Regions from separate parts of the Zea mays genome. Here all the other regions are linked to region 1. Evidence: chromatin contacts called from public Hi-C data. All regions are on one chromosome and are shown on one strand. Each heading gives the region's core, a stretch centred on a gene start, on an enhancer-like site or on the middle of the called end of the contact. The rest is flanking DNA. Distances are from core to core; before and after follow the strand shown. Region 1 holds the start of LOC100191956. Region 2 holds the start of LOC100272393. Region 3 holds the start of LOC100281273 (beta3-glucuronyltransferase). Region 4 holds the start of LOC100280810.

Region 1 (2,739 bases), core at 169-2,668:
AACTAGGGTAATTAATGTGCCGAGTCTTAACACATGGCCATGTCCAGTACGTAGCATTGAAATGTCCACCTCCTCTCTCTTTTTTTTTGTGCCGCCGTGCAGGCCGGCACGTGGGCACGTGCGAGCACGACGAGGCAGCGCGGTCCGGTCCAGGTCCAGCCTGTGCGCGGCTGTGCCTGCGCCAGTGCCTCCCGCCAGTCCCGCCTCGCGTGCTCGGCTGCTCCAATTCCAAACCAAAGCAGCCGCTCTGCCACGCATGTGTGCGCGCGCCCACTGGACTGGTGACTGGTCCCCCTCCCCGCCCGCCGCAAGCTCGCAAGGAGCCAGCCAACCCGAAGCCAACGAGCAGAGGACACGAAATCCTCGTAGCCTCGCGCGACGTGCAGTGCAGATAGTTTGGCGGCGCTCGAGGTGCGCGAACGCCGTGCCGTGCCGGTTTCTTTTTCAATTGGGCTAGCGAAACGTACCTTGTCGCGGGCGGGGGATTGGAATTCGGAGCTGGGAGCGGCGTGCGTGTACGTACCCGTAGGTGGCGGCGGCGGCGGGGTAGAACGGGAGCACGCCGTGGTACTGCTGGTGCGCGCCGTGGGCGTAGTGGTGCGCGGCCGGTGGCGGCGGCGTCGTGGAGGGGTGGTAGTACCACGGCACCGGCGACACGCCCCTGGACCCCACGGCGATGGCTGCAAGTGAATTCGCGCCAGAAACATGCATGTGATCTCTTGTCCGGATCGGAACGCACGCTAATAATAAGAGGCACCTAGCTAGCTAGTAGCTAACTTACGTACGTACGTACCTGGCGTGGGCTGGTGTTGCGAGGGGAGCGCGGGCGCGTGCGGCGCCGGGGTGGCCGGCGGCGAAGGGCGGAGGATGTGTGGCGGGGGGCGCGGCTTGGCGCCGAGGGCGGCGAGGTTGCAGTTGGCGCGGCGGCCGTTGATGACGGGGGTGGCGTCCTCGCACGCCTTCTTGGCCGCGTCCGCCTCCTTGAACGTCACCTGCCGTGCATGCAAGCAAGCTAGGTTGGCGACGTTTCGCATATGGGTCGACCTCGCTCGTCCAGATGAAGAAAAAAAAACAACAACAACAACAAACAGGCGGAGCTAGGGGCCGGGAACGGGAGAGGAAAAGGGGGACTGACGAAGCCGTAGCCCTTGGAGCGGCCGGTGAGCTTGTCGGAGATGATGACGGCCTCGAGGATGTCGCCGTAGCGCTCGAAGTGCTCGCGGAGGGCGTCCTTGTGGGTCTCCCACGCCAGCCCGCCCACGAACACCTTGGTGAGCGTGGTGTCCCCGAACGGCGCCGGCGGCTGTGGCAGCGGCAGTGGCTGCGGATGCGGCGCCATCATCGTCATTGTCGTCGCCTGCCCGCCTTCCTGATGTGTGCGGCAAGGGGTGAATGCAAAGCAAACGGAGAGGAGAGGCGAGGCGACTGGGTCACAAGATGGGGCTGTTGGGTTTTATATAGCGCCAGCGGAGTTTGTAATTCGGTGGTAGCAGTAGGGGATAACGGACGCAGGAGAGCCTACTCTACTAGTCTGCCGTCTGGTCCGTCCTATAGCCTGGCAACAATTGGCGTCTGGGCCCTGTGAGTCTGTGAGTAGAGCGCCCCCATCTGCATCTGGCCTGTCCATCTCTCTCCTCGCCTCGGTCCTCACCTGCAGGCTGCAGCTCAGCCAGACGTACTGCAACTGTAACAGAAAAGGCAAGCATGTCGTCTTCTCCCCCCAGATCATCATAGATTAACCACAACCCTCTTATCTCGCGGCTGTGAGGAGTAGCAGTAATTACCGGCTGGCACACATCGTGACACTGCCAGCCAGGAAATAATCATCGCTCATTTGATCATTCGGGCCGGCCGGGGCGGATACACGAACAGATGGGCGAACGGATCCGCGAGGTGGTGGTGGGCGAGCTGTAAGAGCGGGGGTGGGAGATCGAACAGCTGGCCTCGCAGCTTGCCATTACCACACAACGTGCTGACGCCTTTCCCTTCCCTTCCCTTCCTTGCATTAATCTAGCGGCCGCTCTGAAAAGAAATCCTTTTTCCCGTGTGCTGCTTTCTCTTTCGCATGCAAGTAGCAGCAGCAGCAGGAGCCAGGAGGAGGGTATTATACTAGTATGTAAAGCGCCGACGCGTATTTGAATGGGGGAGTACATGTACACGGTATACACTACACTGCAAAAAGGAGACGCGCATAGCAAAAGTGCAGCACCACGTGTATGGGGGTAGGCTCGTTTGCTGACAAGAAAACATGATAGACTACTGGCCGGCCGGGACACCCAGCAAGGCTGTGCGTGCCCGTACGTGAAGTATATAGCTACACGTACGTACGGGTACGGTGGTACGATGATCCAGAGGCGTCCGCGTATATACCATGCGTGACAGCATAAACTGCATAAACGCGGGTTTATACGTAGTACTGACGACGACGACGACAACAGCCACTCTATATACGTTCGCCCGGACACGGGTGTCAGCCGAGAACGGAGGAGCTGCTGCTGGCTGGCTCTTTATTTTAAACCTCGGGCGCCCGGGCCGTGCCACAAGCGTCTATTCCCGTGGATGTGTGGATCACAGGATCAACGCCGTTTCGTCCCACGGTCCCTTGAGCATCCGTTTGGTTGGTTGGTTGGTTGGCAGGACGAGATCTGGCGTCAGCCACAGTGACAGTATGGCGTGGCCAAAGTCAGGCAGCGGATGTAGGCCGAAAGCAGATCCATGGAAGCACTTCCGGTGACGCCA
Region 2 (2,739 bases), core at 96-2,595, 510 kb after region 1:
GTAGGGAGGCGCTATCCGCTCTACATTGCGTCCCATCGTTCCATGGTAGTTAAGGTACCCGTGCCACCGACTCTCTGACTCAAACGATCAATCAATCTGCTTACGCCAGAGAGGTCTCGATTGGTAGATGCAGGTGGAGTGCTCGCGGTACTGATGCGAATGGAGCTTGGAAGTCAGATAGGTGTGTATGGGGGTGAGTGATCAGCTGCTTACTTGCTCGTTTCTAAATTGATGGAGCATGAAATTGAGTTGTCCGTGTTTATGGCGGTGACGGCGGCTATGAGGATGCATAACATGTATTTGTGGAATTGCGGCAACCTTCACTGAGTCTTGTAAAGCTACTTCTGCGTCGTGATCTAAAGAAGGTTCTCAAAGCATAGATATCTCTTAATTTTGTCGGATGATTCTAATTTACATATGTTTCCATTTCAATATTCATTTTATTCTGTTAACAACATGTTTTCTTAAGTAACATCATATTTAGCTTCACAAATATATTTAGTATTTTTTACATACATATATTTTTCAATTAGTAGTTATACCAAATTTACAAATTAAAACATGTTAGAGGAAGGTAAGGCACATCATGAAAAATAGAATAACTAAAAATTTCAAACACCTTGGTTTTTGGACGTTTAACTTCTCTGTACTTTATAGCCTATCGCAGAAGCCTTGCTGGATCGTTGTGGTCTCCATCCTCTTACAATTTTATCATAGAAAAGCTCTAACGAAGGAAACTAGAGTGAAATTATGTATAAGTCAGTGTTTGAACTTTGGTTGTTGGCTTCACATTCACACCCACCTAATCTATATCTAAACGTTTAAAACCTGCTTAAAAATACGGTGACACTGATAAATACAACGCTTTTTCCAGACACGGATAAGCTGAAGGACTAAGGCTGCCCGCAGTCGCGGACTGTGAAGCCAACTCTAAAAATTTACAGTGAAGTGGATGGCTGCAGCGATTGACTGGATGGCGTACTCTATTTTAGCGTTTGCTGCCCACAACTCTATTCCTGGCGTTTGCTGTCCGCAACTCTATTCACTGTGACGCTGTGTAGAGCATAGGTGGTGAGGCCCACAGTGGGTTTGCTGCAGACGCAAAGGAGATGGGTGGTGGGGCCCACAGTGAGTATTTTTTATAAAAAAATATGGTAGTTTGTATAGGGTTGAGATATAGAGTAGTTGTGGATGCGGAAGTTTGGCTACTGTATTTTAAAATATTGATGACTAGGATAGAATATTCCTTTTAGAGTAAAAATTTAGAGTAGAATGAGTGCGGATAGCCTAACCTACAAACGTATATTCTTAAATACCTTCCCCGGCGCGATGGCCGCGGCCGCGGCAGAAACACAGATGGGCGACGGGGCTCCGCCGCCAGGGGCTCTATACTCCTTCGGAACGCCGTGGCCGGAGCTCAATCAAGGCCTCACCTACACCGACACGTTCCGTTGCGCTGGTTTGCCTCCTTATCTCCTTTCCTCTGGTTTGCTGTTTTGTACTTGTTCTGATTACTTGCAAGCAGATGCGGACGCCGCTACCACCTTGATTGAGTTCTACTCTACTAACCACAAGAGCTCGGCGCCATTGCCAGGGCAAGTGCCTATATGCTACGCTTAATTCCTGATCTCCGTGCTCAGTTGATGGTTTTTCTTGTGGATTTAATGATGATGGTGGTGTGCTCCGCAGGTGGATCAAGAGGATTCGTAATGGGCAGGTAGGGAAAAATAGAATTTTAGTGAAGATTTACTGTCTTCTATTTGGTGCTATCCGTACCTGAGCATGGTGTTTCGTCTGCTTTTACAAGGGGTTCTAAAAAGGGTTTTCAGATATATGTCAATATGAAAATCAAGTATCCTAAAGATGCCATTATAATTTGTGATACCTGGTGGTTGCAATTATCCGATCAGAAAATTCGGTCCACGCCATTATCTATGTTTGCACGTACAGGACTCGCCTGAGAAGAAAAAATGCCCTTATTGACTTGCCACGCCGCCGTCACGACCACCGTTGTCGCTGGACACGCCCTGCTCCAGTGCCGCGACCGCCGCCTCGCATACCAGATACATGCCCAGGCTTGTCGTTGTGGCCTGACCACCTCCAACCCCATCCTTGTTTGCTCCCTCCTCATCTTCTACACCGTTTGTGGCTTGCGGCTTGCGAGGACCGGAACAATGCCACCAAGGTGTTTGGCGAAATGCCGCACCCAGACGCTGTGTCCTACACCGCCATGATCTACGCCCTCCTCCGCACCGGGGACTGCCACGGGGTGCTCATGCTCTACCCGTGCATGCTCCCCCTTTGCACCGCCTCCATGCACTTGAACCGCCATGGCACCCAGCTCCACGCGCAGCTCATCCGCTGGGTTGACGTTGACGACCCCTCCGCCAGGGGCCTGCCTCCCCACAGCCGCCAGCAGCCAGCGCACCAGCCCGACCGCCAGCACGACACGACGGTGTTTTAAGGCGGAGAGGGTTTGGAACTAGGGAGGAACAACGGGGAGGGAGAAGAGCAGCAAGGAAGATGGGTAAAAGGGGCAACACTAATGGACAATACATGCACGAGTGTAGATAATGGCAGAGGCCAAATTTATTGATCAAATAATGGCAACCGGCGGGTATCACGAATTATAATGCCATCTTTAGAATACTCAATTTCATAATTCATAATGGCATATATCTGAAACCCCCCAAAAATGTCATGTGTACTTTGGAAAAATGAGAGTTTATGATTTTTCTG
Region 3 (2,739 bases), core at 159-2,658, 350 kb after region 1:
CAAGGTTAAAAGCCTTATGCTCTATCAACTGAGCTAGACAAGTTTTGTGTACATAACAGAGCTCGGCGCCAAGATCTATGGCGCCGAGCTCGGTGCCACGTCGATGCCACGACATCCGTTTGTGCCAGCGCAACACGCACCTCGGCGCCATAGCCTATGGCGCCGAGCTGTGTTACCTCGGCGCCATTGGCGATGGCGCCGAGCAGAGGGTCCAAAAATGACATTAAATTTTTTTAAGGTCCAAACGTGTATTTTTTTGAGGAAGGACTAAAATATAAAAAATTCGGCTCCGACGCTAGTGCTTCTGGATTCTACTCCCGGATCCCCACCCAACCGCCCGCCACCTGCCGCTGATGCCCACTAGCGCAGCGCCCCCGCCCGCCAGCCAGGCCCAGGTCGCCACCATTCTCTCACGCTCAGCAAACAGCCAAACACAAAAAACTCGACCTAGTTTCAATTTCAACCGTACCTGCAGATTGTTGCTTACGTTACATGCGATGCGGTAGTGCGGTCACTAGCACGCATGTATAGCACCAGATGAGGATGATGAACCACCTGATGGGTTGATCTCGGGGGCTACCAAACCGGCCTATAAATCCAGCTAACTGGCCAATTAAGGCCTTGTTCGTTTCTATCAGATTGCACCCAGAATCGTTCCAGCTAATCAAAGTTTATATAAATTAGAGAAGCAATCCGGTTAGGATTCATTCCGACCCACCAATCCGGCACAAACGAACAAGCCCTAATCGGTAATCGATCCTAGCCAATTTGGCTGTAACACCGGTTTACCTATTTGAATTTGAGAAGGTATCACCGGTTTGGCCGTGTCACTTGGGTTGAAACCGACCGTCGGTGACGCGAGACCGACCGATCGCGCGGTTGGCACCCACCTAGGATACTGGATACATTACTAGTACTAGCAAATTACGGGCAGCCGGTTAACTTTTTTTTTATCGGGCATTATCACCTAACAGTGACGAAAGAGTATCTAGCAACTTTAGATCTTGGTCAACAGCAAATTTTTTATTTCAAAAAAATACACTCGATGTGTCCCTTCCGTTCTCGGATTATGTCCGTAGCTGAGCGGACGGTAACGGGTGATGAGGAGCCATGGTTCGATAATTTTTTCAGTCGTAATTATATTTCAATCTTTTCTTAATATAATACCGGTTTTATATCACCTACTAGTGGCAGCGAGCGGCCGAAGCACCCCCACACGGCCACACCACGCGGCGAGCCACGGCTACGAAGAAAAATCACCATGCTGCCACGCAAACAAGATTAGACGTACGCTTGGTCGGGAAGTGTTAGCATTAGTGCGTCACTAAACTCGCACGCCACCTAATGATTTACATTTGCTGCTGCGTCTGGGATATATAAAGGAAAAAAAGCGTGACACCAACCCGACACCGGCTCCCCTCGCTGGCTCTCCTCCGCAGCTCCGCTCCCCTGCTCGCCACCTCCCGCCCATTTTAAACCACCACCACTACCAAACTTTGCTTGCCTCCCCAGTCCCCACCACCGCTTGGCTGCCGCTTGCTGCTGCGGTCGTCTAGCTAAGCTAGCTTACATAGCCAGCTTCGACACGTCGCGACGCAGATTAAGCGGCACGAGGCCAGCCTCCGGGAGCTGGTGGTGGAGCTAGGCAGGCGGCGTTGTGCTTGCTGGCTTCTGTGATGGGGTCGTCCACGGATCACGCCGCCGGTGCCCGTGGCAAGAAGCAGGGGTCGCAGCTGTGGAAGAAGGCGCTGCTGCATTCCTCCCTCTGCTTCGTGATGGGCTTCTTCACCGGCTTCGCGCCGTCGTCCGTGTCCGACTGGACGTCCGCGGCGGCGGCGGCGGGGGGCCGGGTGGGCAGCAGCCACGTGGTCCGGGCGCTGCCGGCGGGCGGCGCCGGGGCCGTGAACCGGAGCCTGCTGGCGCACGACGCGGGGGGCGGCGGCCTGCCGCGCGACCCGGCGTCCCCGCGCCCGCTCCTGGTGGTCGTCACGACGACGGAGTCGACGCCCGCGGCGACCGGCGAGCGCGCCGCCGCGCTGACGCGGGCGGCGCACGCGCTGCGTCTGGTGGCGCCGCCGCTGCTGTGGGTGGTGGTGGAGGCCGCCCCGGACGCGCCGGCCACGGCGCGGCTGCTGCGCGCCACGGGGCTCATGTACCGCCACCTGACCTACAAGGACAACTTCACCTCCGCCGACGCCGCCGCGGGCAGGGAGCGGCACCACCAGCGCAACGTGGCGCTCGGACACATCGAGCACCACCGCCTCGCCGGCGTCGTCCTCTTCGCGGGCCTCGGCGACGTGTTCGACCTCCGCTTCTTCGACGAGCTCAGGGGAATCAGGTACCAGCCAGCCATCATCATTGCTTGCTTCACGGCGCGTACGACGTGTATTGTTGCCAGAGCAAAACTCTCATCTTCATTACATAAATAGTTAAAACAAAACGACGGAAAATGATTAAAGCGCCGATCTTTCTTGGTGCGAGCAAGAGCTAGTTAAGCTAAGCGCGGCACGTCGACGCCATCACGCCATGCGCGTGCCCAAAGCACACACTTGTCATCGCTCGCTAGCTGCCAGCGCGCGACTTTGTCAGGCTGTACAGAGAGAGCAACAGCTCACGCACAGCACGGCACCGCCGCCTGGTGACCTTAATCAGCGGTGAGAACTGAGAACCCGGGGCATCAGGCATGTGATGCGAGGAGGTCGCCCTACCCATCCCGGCGTCCGCCATTCAAGGGCCCTT
Region 4 (2,739 bases), core at 159-2,658, 330 kb after region 1:
CTATATGCTACTGTATGATCGTAACAGATATTTTTGGTCAGCATCGTCGTCATCAGTCCAATCTGTTCGTTACGTGACAGTAACACGGAGTAAGACAAGATGCATTCATTCATCAAGAGCAACTAATCGTATATTGACGGGGGTATACTTCGTAATTACGGCCGGCTGCACAGCGTTCTTGCAGCAGCATCCGACAAGATGCAAACGTTGCCGTTGCAGAACGCACATGCATGTGCTACGTACTAGCTAGTATTTGTTTATGCAACAAAAAGTACTTGTAGTAGTCGAGATCGATAGAAGCATGAGCTAGGTCCAGAGCTGGGCTTCGTGATCCGGCCACGTCGTCGCCGAGTCCAGGTCCGAGTCGTACAACGTCGTCTGCTGGTAGTACGCCGCCGCGCCGAATCCGCCGCCGCCGCCGCCGTCCATCATCGTCGTCAGCGGCGACGGGTGCTGCTGGTTGCCGCGGCGATTGGCCATCTCGACGCAGAAGAGGGCGAGCAGGTTGGCGTGCTTGGCCTGCGCGTTGAGCAGGTCGGCCTGCGCGCGCGCCAGCTGCACCTTGAGCTCGTTGGCCTGCTTCTGCAGCCGGCACACCGCCCCCGCGCACCCGTACACTGGGTCCCGCAGCCGCGCCTCCGCCTCGTACACCATGCTGCTCACCGCGTCCGCGCGCGAGCTCTCCGGCAGATCCTGCAGCGTTTATATATATACATACATACGCATGTCAGCACAGCTAGCATTGTTGCCGCGCGCGCGGGGACGCTTCCAGACCTGCCTGTGTCCCCACACGTACACACCTGGAGGAGCTTGATGATGTTGCTGGCGCCGAAGACGCGGTGCGCCGTGGTGAACTTGGCGGGCTCGGTCGGCGGGAAGTAGGGAGCCAGCACGCAGCCGTCGGCGCAGCGGCGGCGGAGGATCTTGCACGCCGCGCACGGGCTCAGGACGACGGTCGGCGGCGGCACGTTGCCCACCACCTGCAGGACAGCGGGAGGAGGAGGAGGCGGTGGCGGCGAGCACGACGACGACACCCTGGACGGCGGCGACACGGAGCGGCAGTAATATTGCTGCGGCTGCGGCGCCGCCGTGCCCGCGCTCGCGTTGCCGTAGTCGTCCATGACCGGAGGCCGGAGCAGCAGTGCTGCTGCAGCTAGTGTTGGCTATGGAGTAGTAGAGCCTGCTAGCTAGTTGTACGTACGAGATCAGCAGGGGTGGTAAATCAAAAGTAAAATCTGGTGCTAGTATATATAGGGAGATCGATCGAGACGTGTCTAGCAGATTTCCCCCTGCATCTCTATTCTCTCCTCTCCTATGTATTCTATTCCACGAGTGAGAGAGGCTATTATTTCCTTTGCTTGGTGGATTATATTGCAGACCGATGGACGACGCAGAGCGCACACAATGCTGACGATCAGGTCACATCAATTCAGTTACGGTTTACTAGTAGTACGTCCGTGCTGTGCTTGGCCGAGTTTGGCAGGTCTTGATCAACTCGTGGAGGGATGGTTAGACGTGCATCTGCTATACTTAATCACTACCTTGCATGTCACTCATGCCTCCTACTGCTGCTTGGAACTAGTCCGACCAACAATCCGTATTTTTTTTTCGATCGTACATGTGTGCTAGTTTATTAACAAACCAACATACGTACGCAGGGCTGATTTCGAAATGTTTTGGTCGCTTGTATGTATGTAATTCTTCCACAATGGCGTATTTCCAGCCGAGGTGACCCGAAGGCCATGTCCGTAGAAATGCTGGTCGGAAACAAAGACCTTATTTTTGTTGGACGCTGCGTGGCGGCCGGCGGCCCGTTTATTTTTTTTATTAAACCGCTTTTTAGGTCTGTTCAGACCGGCACGGCCCATATAAACCCGTAACGTATTAGACCCATTCAGGAAACCAAACCCGCGGGTCTGATAGGCTCGACCTGCCCAAACCAGGTCGGGTGGTCCAGTGGCGGACGCAAGACAAAATTTCAGGTGAGGCCGATAACGTAGGGGACAAATCAATATACTATACTATTTGATAAAAATAGTTCCATAATAATAACATGGAGATTAAGTGATAATATGAGTAGTGTTCTAAAATAGCATGAATACCGAAACTTCATTTTGGCCACCCTAAAGGAGAGTTAGAGAAAACAAAAGGGTGGACTAGCGGGGACTGGAAGTTAGGGCGAAGCGGGCGTATTAGCACGTCGGTGTGGAGAGTCAGCGACTCCACCGCAAAATGACGACGGTGAGGCGACAATCAGAAGCGGGCCAAGCATTTGAGATTGGGTATTCAAAAATTCAAAAGATTAAAGAAATTAGTGTTCTAACGCTATTTTGTGTAATACACTATTAACAAATTAGTATAGATCACCAAAAACTTAGGTATTCAATGAATACCCATGAAACACCCCTGTGCCTGCCACTGGCGACAATAGGCGTGGGATAGCGAGGGCAGGCGACGATACGACGGTAGATGGCAACGACGAGGCGAAAGGCGGTGGCAGCAAGCGACAGTCATTGTCGCGTTGCGACGGCGCGACGGGACCCTTGTGAGATAGCGAGGGCGGGTGGTGCTGTGATGCCAAGGTAGAATCCCACTAATAGTCTACCCATCCACCGGTGCGGATTAGAAGGCAAAGTAATTGTACTGCGTGCAGGATCCCGACGTGACGACGAGCACCACGACTCGGGTGTGGAGTGGGCTGAGTAGTGAAGCATCGAGAAAAAAATTAGATCAAAGTCT

The links. A called contact is a pair of places that touch in the nucleus more often than the background predicts.
Region 2: a contact with region 1 is called in a Hi-C map of ear, with 2.9 times the contacts expected there. The contact joins the promoter of LOC100272393 here to the promoter of LOC100191956 in region 1. A contact is called at or near these places in 2 of 25 Hi-C or Micro-C datasets (ear and endosperm).
Region 3: a Hi-C map of ear shows a contact between it and region 1, with 3 times the contacts expected there. The contact joins the promoter of LOC100281273 here to the promoter of LOC100191956 in region 1. A contact is called at or near these places in 7 of 25 Hi-C or Micro-C datasets (bundle sheath, ear, endosperm and 4 more).
Region 4: a contact with region 1 is called in a Hi-C map of leaf, with 5 times the contacts expected there. The contact joins the promoter of LOC100280810 here to the promoter of LOC100191956 in region 1. A contact is called at or near these places in 6 of 25 Hi-C or Micro-C datasets (ear, endosperm, leaf and 1 more).

The regions. Positions count from the first base shown.
Region 1 is chr1:43,638,331-43,641,069 of Zm-B73-REFERENCE-NAM-5.0, forward strand. It overlaps LOC100191956, which reads right to left and starts at 1,419. Exons shown (of 6, transcript NM_001349819.1): 1 at 1,136-1,419; 2 at 794-992; 3 at 524-680. The coding sequence starts at 1,348.
Region 2 is chr1:44,143,473-44,146,211 of Zm-B73-REFERENCE-NAM-5.0, forward strand. LOC100272393 reads left to right here and starts at 1,346. Exons shown (of 15, transcript NM_001146873.1): 1 at 1,346-1,459; 2 at 1,526-1,595; 3 at 1,690-1,717.
Region 3 is chr1:43,983,769-43,986,507 of Zm-B73-REFERENCE-NAM-5.0, forward strand. LOC100281273 (beta3-glucuronyltransferase) reads left to right here and starts at 1,409. Exons shown (of 3, transcript NM_001154192.2): 1 at 1,409-2,338. The coding sequence starts at 1,677.
Region 4 is chr1:43,964,086-43,966,824 of Zm-B73-REFERENCE-NAM-5.0, forward strand. It overlaps LOC100280810, which reads right to left and starts at 1,409. Exons shown (of 2, transcript XM_034059576.1): 1 at 801-1,409; 2 at 88-693. The coding sequence starts at 1,121. The coding sequence ends at 307.